Linked DNA regions of Drosophila melanogaster: regions 1 and 2 are each linked to region 3. The links are chromatin contacts, called in public Hi-C maps. All regions are on one chromosome and are shown on one strand. The core of a region is the stretch at or near the end of the contact, and the rest is flanking DNA. Distances in the headings are between cores, read along the strand shown.

Region 1 (2,735 bases), core at 176-2,675, 120 kb after region 3:
GACAACTGTGCGGTCCTTCTCCTGGCACTGACTGCGCACACTGCGCGTCTCTGCGGGAATGGGCGTGGCAGCGGATTGACCCAAGGCGGGCCCACTCTCCTGCGCATTACAGAAGCCGCGACGCTCCTCCTCCTGTGTTTTGCGCGGCATCACCAGCCAGCCGCACAGCCTGGCCAGGTGGCGGGTCCAACGCAATGGCGGCTGATCCTCCACGAAGACCTCGCACATCCGATGACCCGGCTCGTGGCGACCACCAGCGAAGCCCACTGCAAAGCAGGGCAGGCACAACGATATATCCCTACACACCTGACACCGGAAACGTATGCCCACAATGTGCTCCTTGCGGCAGCCGGCACAAGAATTACTGTGAATCAAATGCTCGGTGTCCTCGATGCGTTTCACCAGTGCCAGCAGATTGCCATAGATCAGGAATCTCGTCTGGACACCCGCTCCCGTCCAGAGTTTGTGGAACTGCGGCTCGGTCAGTCCACCAACGCCATGCGGACAGCGGGCAAAGCACTGCTCCATAGCCAACGGAAGATTGTGGACGCCATAGGCCTTGGCCTCGCCCAAATAGCTGAGTAACTTGCTCAGCGTGGCTAGGAGCTGTTCGAATGCATATCTGGAGATGATCTGCGACTTGGGATCGGCCAGCAGGCCAAAGATGTCGCCCACCAGGTGATCGCTGCTATATAGCTTGCACAGCAGTATGAAGGTGATCCTGATCTCTAACAGGGATATGGAGTGTCTGCGTTGCCTAGCGAAACCAATCAAATATCAGACATATTCTTAAGATGCCAGAAACTCAACCCACGGATCGTAGACATTCCAGAAGAAGTTGGCCAACAGCCCGGTTGCCCTGTCCAGTTTATAGTTCGCATCCTGGTTGAAATGGCCTAGTTTCTCGCAGGCAAAGTATACATCGTGCAGCAGGGAGGTCAACTGGAATGGAGGAACCATCAGTTCCAGGCCACCACTCAAGTTATGGCGATCCAAAATGGCCAAAACCAGCTTGTAGGGGATTTTTCCAGCTGCAATTTGAAGGTTAATCCTTGGGGACTCCTTCGAATGGACCACCTACGCGACTGACTCACTGTGAAATATCTTTTGCAGCGCCACAAATTTACTGGCGCACCGGTATACCGTGTACTTGTAATTCCCGTAATCCCGCTGCAAGTCATCCATGATGGTGGATAGCTCTTTGTCCACCTGTTGCTTTTGTCCTTGGCCACCTTGGGATCCCTTTTCGCGGGCAATGGACGCCACGGCCTCGGCGCTATTTCGCAGTTTTGTCAGCTGCACGGGCACCGACGATCTCAGCATTTTGTCAGGCGTTTATTGTTATATATTTCCCTTGATTCTCGAATTAATTTCAGTCTCTTTTAAACGCGTCGTTTCTCGCGATCTCTTCCTCTTCCGTTAGCGCAAAAGTCAAATTGTGTGGCGTGAGGTGGCAACGCCGCGCGTGTTATCGATATCACTTCGCCGAACCGTTAGCGCTTTAAATTTGATTCAAAATTATTATTATCATTAATTAAGTCATCCGTTCGTTCTAAGAATATTTGACCATGATATAATAATTGGTAAATAAGTTTGAGCAACGGGAAATGTAAACTGAACAACTTGGGTTCACCATAGTATTTTCCCAATTTCAAAAACAAAACAAAGTTATTTAAAAACCCTTCTTTTGAATGCGAATAATTACCCAAAACGAGGAAATGGAAAGAGTGTCACATAGATTTTAAAATTAAATATATATTTTATGTATATTTGCATCATTCCATTGCAATTACATTCACTTATGCTATTTTGTTTTTCATTTACTTTGCTTTCGATTTAAAATAGTGGGTTTCTTATCATTTCGCTTGTTGTTTTTTGTTTGCTTATATCAATATTATAATATGCCAAGTTTATATGTGAGTGTTGTGGCGGGGCGGGGCGGGGCTGGGCGTTCGAAGAAGGGTTCGTAATTAGTTTATTTAACTTTTTTTTTTGCCTTTTAAAAGCATTCTCCCGCTTCCGTATGCGAATCCACGACAAACGCACACAGATGTTTGCGTTCACATTATATCAATCACTAATTATAATATGTGTTTGGGCGTGTGTGTGTGTGTGTTTATATGTATGTATATAAAGATCGTTCGCTCTTCATTTGCAATGCGCGTTTGCCATTTATGCTAGGGGGGGCGTGAGGCGAGATATAAATTTCCATCGATTTGCTTAGTTAAAAGTACGGCCATAATCGTAGCTGATGGGATTGGGGCACATGGATGTTGGGGATGTTCCTAACTCCACCTGAATCCACTGCTCTCGTCGACTGAAGGATTCAAGTGAAGGCTCGATTTTTACAAGGTTTAAGGTATAGTTTTAGCTCACTTAATTGCACATACTTCTATAGATTCTATATGTATAAAGTTCCTTTCTTTCAGATTAAAGTTCTTTCTTTCGCTGCGACTGGTTTGCTGGCTGTGTTTCTGTTTTGGTTCATCGAGTTATTTGAATTGCTCGTTTGATTTGTATCTGCAATTGGTTTTCAGTGTGATGGCGGCTTGGTTTGCGGTTGAGAACTTGAAACCTGTCTGCTTAGAGTATAGAAAGTTAAGGGTCTGTCTGCAAATCAATTTAGCATTTGTATATTTCGAAATGTTAACTAAAATGATCATAAGGTACGAAATCAAAGCGAAACCACATCGAGATCCATCCAATGTGGCTTTGTTCTTCATTTTCGGGGGCGG
Region 2 (2,700 bases), core at 66-2,565, 64 kb after region 3:
TCACTCTCGGTTCAATTGTTGTCAGTCAACGAAAAACTCTGTGAGTCAATTATGTATATGGATCATTTTTAATCGATTGTTTTTAACTGAAGATATGCCAGATGACCGATTTTGACCTACTCTGTATTGTACTATATTGCATTGAATACCGCGAATTGTTGTCGTTGTTGATTTTAAATTTTAAATTGCTCGTATTTAAGTTACCGATATTTTTGTACATTAGTTTAAGGTAGCGCATAATAAGTCCCACGAGTCTAGAGTAAATTCCAATATAAATGTATAAATACATTTTTTTTCCTCCTAATTGCTAATTTCGCAATGTTGACCGAATACTAAAGAAAATGTACTTATAGTGAAATTATACGCAAAAAATAATTTAAACTAAACTAAATGAGAACTAAACCAAAGCAAAAATGAAAACAAACAGAGAAATTAGCACATGTTAAAGAAGCGCAAATAAAAGTGAATACAAACGAATATGACAACAAACTTGCCTTCGGTTGCGAGTTACTTTGTAGTGTGCCAAATCTACATCATATCAGCTTTTACTCACCACAAGGTATGATGTTGCTGCAAAATAACACGAATCCCAAATTCGAACACTAAATGAAACCACGAAAAACCGATGCAAGTGAAGCTAAACCCCCCAGCAGGCAAGGTGAAATATGAATGAGAAATCGAGGCAAGCAGAACTTATTTGAATAAAAGAAGAAAATGTAAAAAAACTACGGAATAATTTTATTTGGATGGGCGGTATTCAAAACTATTATAATATTTAGTTTATTTTAAAACATTTCAATTGCTAACGACTAATGCAAATATAATCAATAAAGCTTACTTTATATGGGTAACTCTATCATCAGCCACCTATTGGGCACTTATGGAAACTATGAAAGAGATAGGCGCCTGCGCAAAGTTAAAAAGCCGCTTAGGTGTTGCCCAGCTGTTTGGTTATATTTTAAAAGAATATTAGCTTATTGTAATACAAGAATCAAATAGCCTCTTTCAAATACGATACATCATAATCGATAAATGCAAATTTAATCAATAAATATTGCCTCAAGGGGGTTACTGTGGCAATGGCCACCTACTGAGCATTTCTGGAAACTTCATTTGAGATCGGCGCCGGCGCAGAGCCCTCAAAAAGACCCCAAATCATGCCCAGCTGCTGAAAAAAAGGGGTTACTATTGGAGCTTTTCCGCTTCAGTGGCAACGCCATCCAATAAAAAAAGCTTTCAATCATCCCCCAGTGCGATGCTGATGCCGCTTCTTCTTCTGCTGCTGCTACCGCTGCTGCTTCTGCTGCTGCTGGTTGTACCGTGTGGATTCCACTTCCTCCGAGCCGAACAGAAATTCTCGGACACACGGAGCACACGGAGCACACAGCGCACAACACCCAACGAGTGCGAACCCAAGCATTGCGCATACGACGTGTGGGCCGAGTGGCACAAATAAATAGTTCACATTTGTTTTGCTGCCGTTTTTTGTTTGTTTGGCCCTGTGTTGGCGATTGTTGTTGCTGCTGCTGCTGCCTGCCACCGGATTTGTTTATTTTTTTCACAGTGATTTTTTTTTTTGTTGCCAGTGTGTGCGCAAGTGTGCGTGTGTGTTATTGTTAGTATCCAATGTGTTCTTGCCGTTTTTAAACAGTGAATCGCCGCGAATTGGAGCCTTGTGATTGCCCCATTCTTATCAGCAGTTCCCTGAATTGCGATTGTGATTGCGAATTTCTCGCTTGACATGTAGCTGCGAATTCTGGGCGTGTTTGTCGCTGTTCGGTTGGTCGGTTGGTGGGTGGTTGTGAGCGGCGTAAAAGGGGGGACAAGGATCCGGAATCGGTATCGGTGAGTACAACTTACATATACATATGTATGTACATTTATACATTTGTTGAGCAAACGCAGCAAATGATTTGTTTACATTCAAACGAATGGTTCTGAAAAATGAGAAATATGCGAAATGTACTATAAGCGATTCGATTTCTTTCGCCGCAAGAACATTGTTTATTTGATCGCATGCATTGTTTCATCGCACATTGCCCCATTGCTGTGTTTATTTTTGATTATTCTGCACATTTGTTTGGCTTTGGTCTAGCAATCAAAATGCATATTCATTGGGTGAACTGCCCCTTCCACATTCGTTTGGGGGCTCGGTAACCGCTCTTGCAAGCATTATGTAAACCTGTGGGCTGGGCCACCGATTCCACCTGCGATGCCAACGTTGTTTCCGAGTTTTGGGTTCTCTGGGTTTTTTCCTTTTTTTTTTTTTGTATTTCCTCCCATTATGTTGGCTGCGCTAATGTGCTTGGCTTTTGTCTGATTTATGCCGCAAAACAATCAAATTATTGCCAGCCAACCCCTTCTGACCGCCGCACATCGGTGCCGCGAAGCTGGTGGTGCTCATTTTTTATGATATCTCTCTATTTCCCTTTTGCGGCCGCCGAGCCATTTCATTATATAGTCTCTAGCATGCACTGAAAAAAATATAAAATCATCAAAATCATCAAACTCATTGCATATTTTGTGATAAAAACTGAATGGTAGTTCTAAAACTACATAAAACCTATTATATATGATTAATAACATATTAGCTAGCTAATTTTTTGTTTCTTATATTAGCTATTCCTGATCACTTGTACATAAGCGCTAGCCAGAAAAATCTATGGAAATTACACTCTCGCTAATTTCTCGCAGTGCACG
Region 3 (2,700 bases), core at 150-2,649:
TATATCAGGAAATCTATGTATTTCAGGACATCAGCATTTGGCAGAAAATAGTTGCCATGTGCGAGGATTGAAGCAGATGGTGCTGCGTCAGAGGAAATAACAATCTGGAGGTCTTATCTTGGGCGCCTTGAACTTGCCCCCCTGCTGTTAAACGAAAGTTTTGTTATTCAAATTGGTGCGTAAACCAAAGGTGATAAGGGACCAGCCCTTGGACAATGCTTGGAGATACCTATCTTTCTACCTAATTTACAATTTCCTTACGGAATTTTGGTCGGTTTTATGGTTTTTGAAATGGTTTTTAGTATTGAAATGATGCTATCTTTGTGTATTATCCCGACTGTTCAGACCTACAGTTGGGCATACAATTCGAATGGTGGTACGATGCATAAAATCATTTAGAGCGCCAAAGAGGCACTGAACCCACCTGAGCGCCCAGTTCGACGAGGGTCTCGATGAGCACGGCGGTCTGGACGGTCATGTGCAGGCAGCCGGTGATGCGGGCGCCCTTGAGGGGCTTAGATGGGCCGTACTTCTTCCTGCAGGCCATCAGACCGGGCATCTCGTTCTCCGCAATAATGATCGCCTTGCGTCCCCATTCCGCCAGACTGATATCGGCTGTCGAGTGGGATATAAAAGGGAGATAGGGTCAGATAAGCAGGCACTGTTGATTTATACACCATACGGTCTGAATTTCTACGTTTTTTGCCCCAGCAACAACGTGCTCTCCTCTGTTTTGTCTCTCTTTTAACCTCAGAAACATGTGCTCATGAATAGATGCAATTCACCCGCACATGTCGCCTGTTGCCGGCCGGAGATTCGATTCGAGAGTTTGCCATCCGTTTGGGTTTATTTATAACGCAACTCACCGACTTTGTAGCTGGGCTTCGACATTCTTGCAAGGATTGGATGTTTGACTTGGATGCGGAGCAGACAGAATCGCACACAACCGAATTGGAGACGCGGGCAGCGGTAAATGAATCGAATCGCAACCCAAGACACTAGAATTCCAATTGCGGAATGGCGGCCCCAGGGATGGGAACTGGTTCCACGCAGCTGGTTCAGCTGGAGCAGTTCCGATTGGCACGATTGTTGCCATTTAAATTTAAAATTCATATGATAACTGCTGGTTTACATCCAATTGTATATAGAATCTTTTCTTTTTGCTATCATTTTAATAAAATGTATTAATAGGTCCTAAAAAATCAGACCATTGTATACCAGTTATTCACATTTTTCAGAATTCTAGATTAATGTTAAATGTGTTAAATAATAAGTTTTTCTGCCAAAATGAATTTAATATGTAATTCAAATAACATTAATTCTTTAAAGTAATTCTTTCGATATTTGAGGCCTACACTTTGATTCCCAACGAAAGCTTATCGATGCTGAACCATCACTAAAACCGACATCGATAACTGAGCAGAGTCTTAGGGAAAATATACACAGCGAAAAGCAAAGTGCGAGTCAGTGCGTTTTTCTGGTCATTGAACAGCCGTATCCAAAGTAGAATTCCCATGTCCGGCTCCGGTCTCGACGAGAATCCCTTCGGGGAGCCCAATCTGGACAATCCGTTTGCGGTGAGGCGATAGAAGAGCTAGGAGAGAGAGCGCGGAAGCCGAAGAAAAAACCCATCGCACACACACGCACACGTACGCAAAGGTGGGGTGTTGGTGTGCGTGCCTGTGAGTGTAGTGTGTGTGTGTGTTGGGTGCATTCGTCACATATGTTGAATGAATTGGTTTCTGATTGGGATTTCCCGGTTTTCCCCCGCAGGACCCCGCCATCCAGCAGGCACGACGACTCCAGAGCGGCGCCGCCCTTGTCTCTCTTGAGGATTACAATCCATTCGAGGAGCAGGCCAAGCCGCAGCTGCAGATCAACTCAACGAACACGGCGGCGGTGGTCCAGCCGCTATCGCAGAACATTCCGCCCCCGCAGACCAGTTCCCTGGGCGCCTCGGCGCCTAGCACCAGCATACAGATCACCTCGGAGGAGCTGCAGGTAACCCACTTGGCCGGTCGTCTCGCGTTACCGCCCACACAACAGTGAGCACTCTGCGGTGTGCTGTGCCGGCATGGCCACATCCGCAATACTCCAAAAACCGCATATGTACATCCAAATACTCGGAAACAATCGAAATGGACCACACCACACAGTTACACTAAAAGTTTGCCCTAAAAGTCTGTACAGTAATCACTTTGCTAGAGTGCCGGGATTAGGGCAGGCATATCACATTTTACTCTCCATCAAGAGTCAGAAAGATAAGCGGGCTTATCTCGATCTGCCAACGATATATCCGCTTTGGAGCATTTATCTGGTTGAGACTAGAAGCGGCTGCCGCGCCGAGTCTTCACTGTGCAAACTGCGGTTTCTCTTGATTTACTTGGCTTCTTCGGCCCTACACAATAATTCAAGAAATACTAGTTAGTAGATCTAAATACATATGATTTGGAGGCTTAAGTTTGCACTTTATTCTTGTACAGAATATTTCCTATAGATAGGCCAAATGCCTGAGGTTAAGATAGAAGTTTAACAAACTCAAGATTTGGATGTGAATTCCTATCATTGAATTTCGCCTTTGTTTTCCCAAATATGTAAATGAATAAGATTTAAAGTATTTACCATATACGGCCAATTTATTAAGTCATACAAAATGTATATATAAAACAGTCGATAATCATATGATTTTCATTGTATCCA

Evidence for each region. Hi-C and Micro-C count contacts between places; a contact is called where the count stands out from the background.
Region 1: a contact with region 3 is called in a Hi-C map of the Kc167 cell line, with 3 times the contacts expected there. The contact joins the promoter of dah here to the promoter of Scamp in region 3. A contact is called at or near these places in 1 of 1 datasets of contacts at CTCF or cohesin (the Kc167 cell line), 41 of 107 Hi-C or Micro-C datasets (the D17-c3 cell line, the Kc167 cell line, the ML-DmBG3-c2 cell line and 15 more) and 2 of 6 datasets of contacts at active chromatin or transcription factors (both in the Kc167 cell line).
Region 2: a contact with region 3 is called in a Hi-C map of the Kc167 cell line, with 4 times the contacts expected there. The contact joins the promoter of CG9164 here to the promoter of Scamp in region 3. A contact is called at or near these places in 36 of 107 Hi-C or Micro-C datasets (the Clone 8 cell line, the Kc167 cell line, the ML-DmBG3-c2 cell line and 11 more) and 1 of 6 datasets of contacts at active chromatin or transcription factors (the Kc167 cell line).

What each region holds. Positions count from the first base shown.
Region 1 is chrX:15,327,032-15,329,766 of dm6, reverse strand. dah (discontinuous actin hexagon) reads right to left here and starts at 1,425. Exons shown (of 6, transcript NM_078607.3): 1 at 1,095-1,425; 2 at 815-1,031; 3 at 1-757. The coding sequence starts at 1,323. Top1 (Topoisomerase 1) reads right to left here. Exons shown (of 8, transcript NM_001014742.2): 8 at 1,738-2,735.
Region 2 is chrX:15,384,056-15,386,755 of dm6, reverse strand. It overlaps CG9164, which reads left to right and starts at 1,315. Exons shown (of 5, transcript NM_167440.3): 1 at 1,315-1,845. It overlaps Cngl (Cyclic nucleotide-gated ion channel-like), which reads left to right. Exons shown (of 20, transcript NM_167441.5): 20 at 1-718.
Region 3 is chrX:15,448,582-15,451,281 of dm6, reverse strand. It overlaps Scamp (scamp,), which reads left to right and starts at 1,399. Exons shown (of 5, transcript NM_167442.2): 1 at 1,399-1,577; 2 at 1,774-2,423. The coding sequence starts at 1,515. The coding sequence ends at 2,049. It overlaps Ahcy (Adenosylhomocysteinase), which reads right to left and starts at 1,021. Exons shown (of 3, transcript NM_001298339.1): 1 at 867-1,021; 2 at 425-615. The coding sequence starts at 891.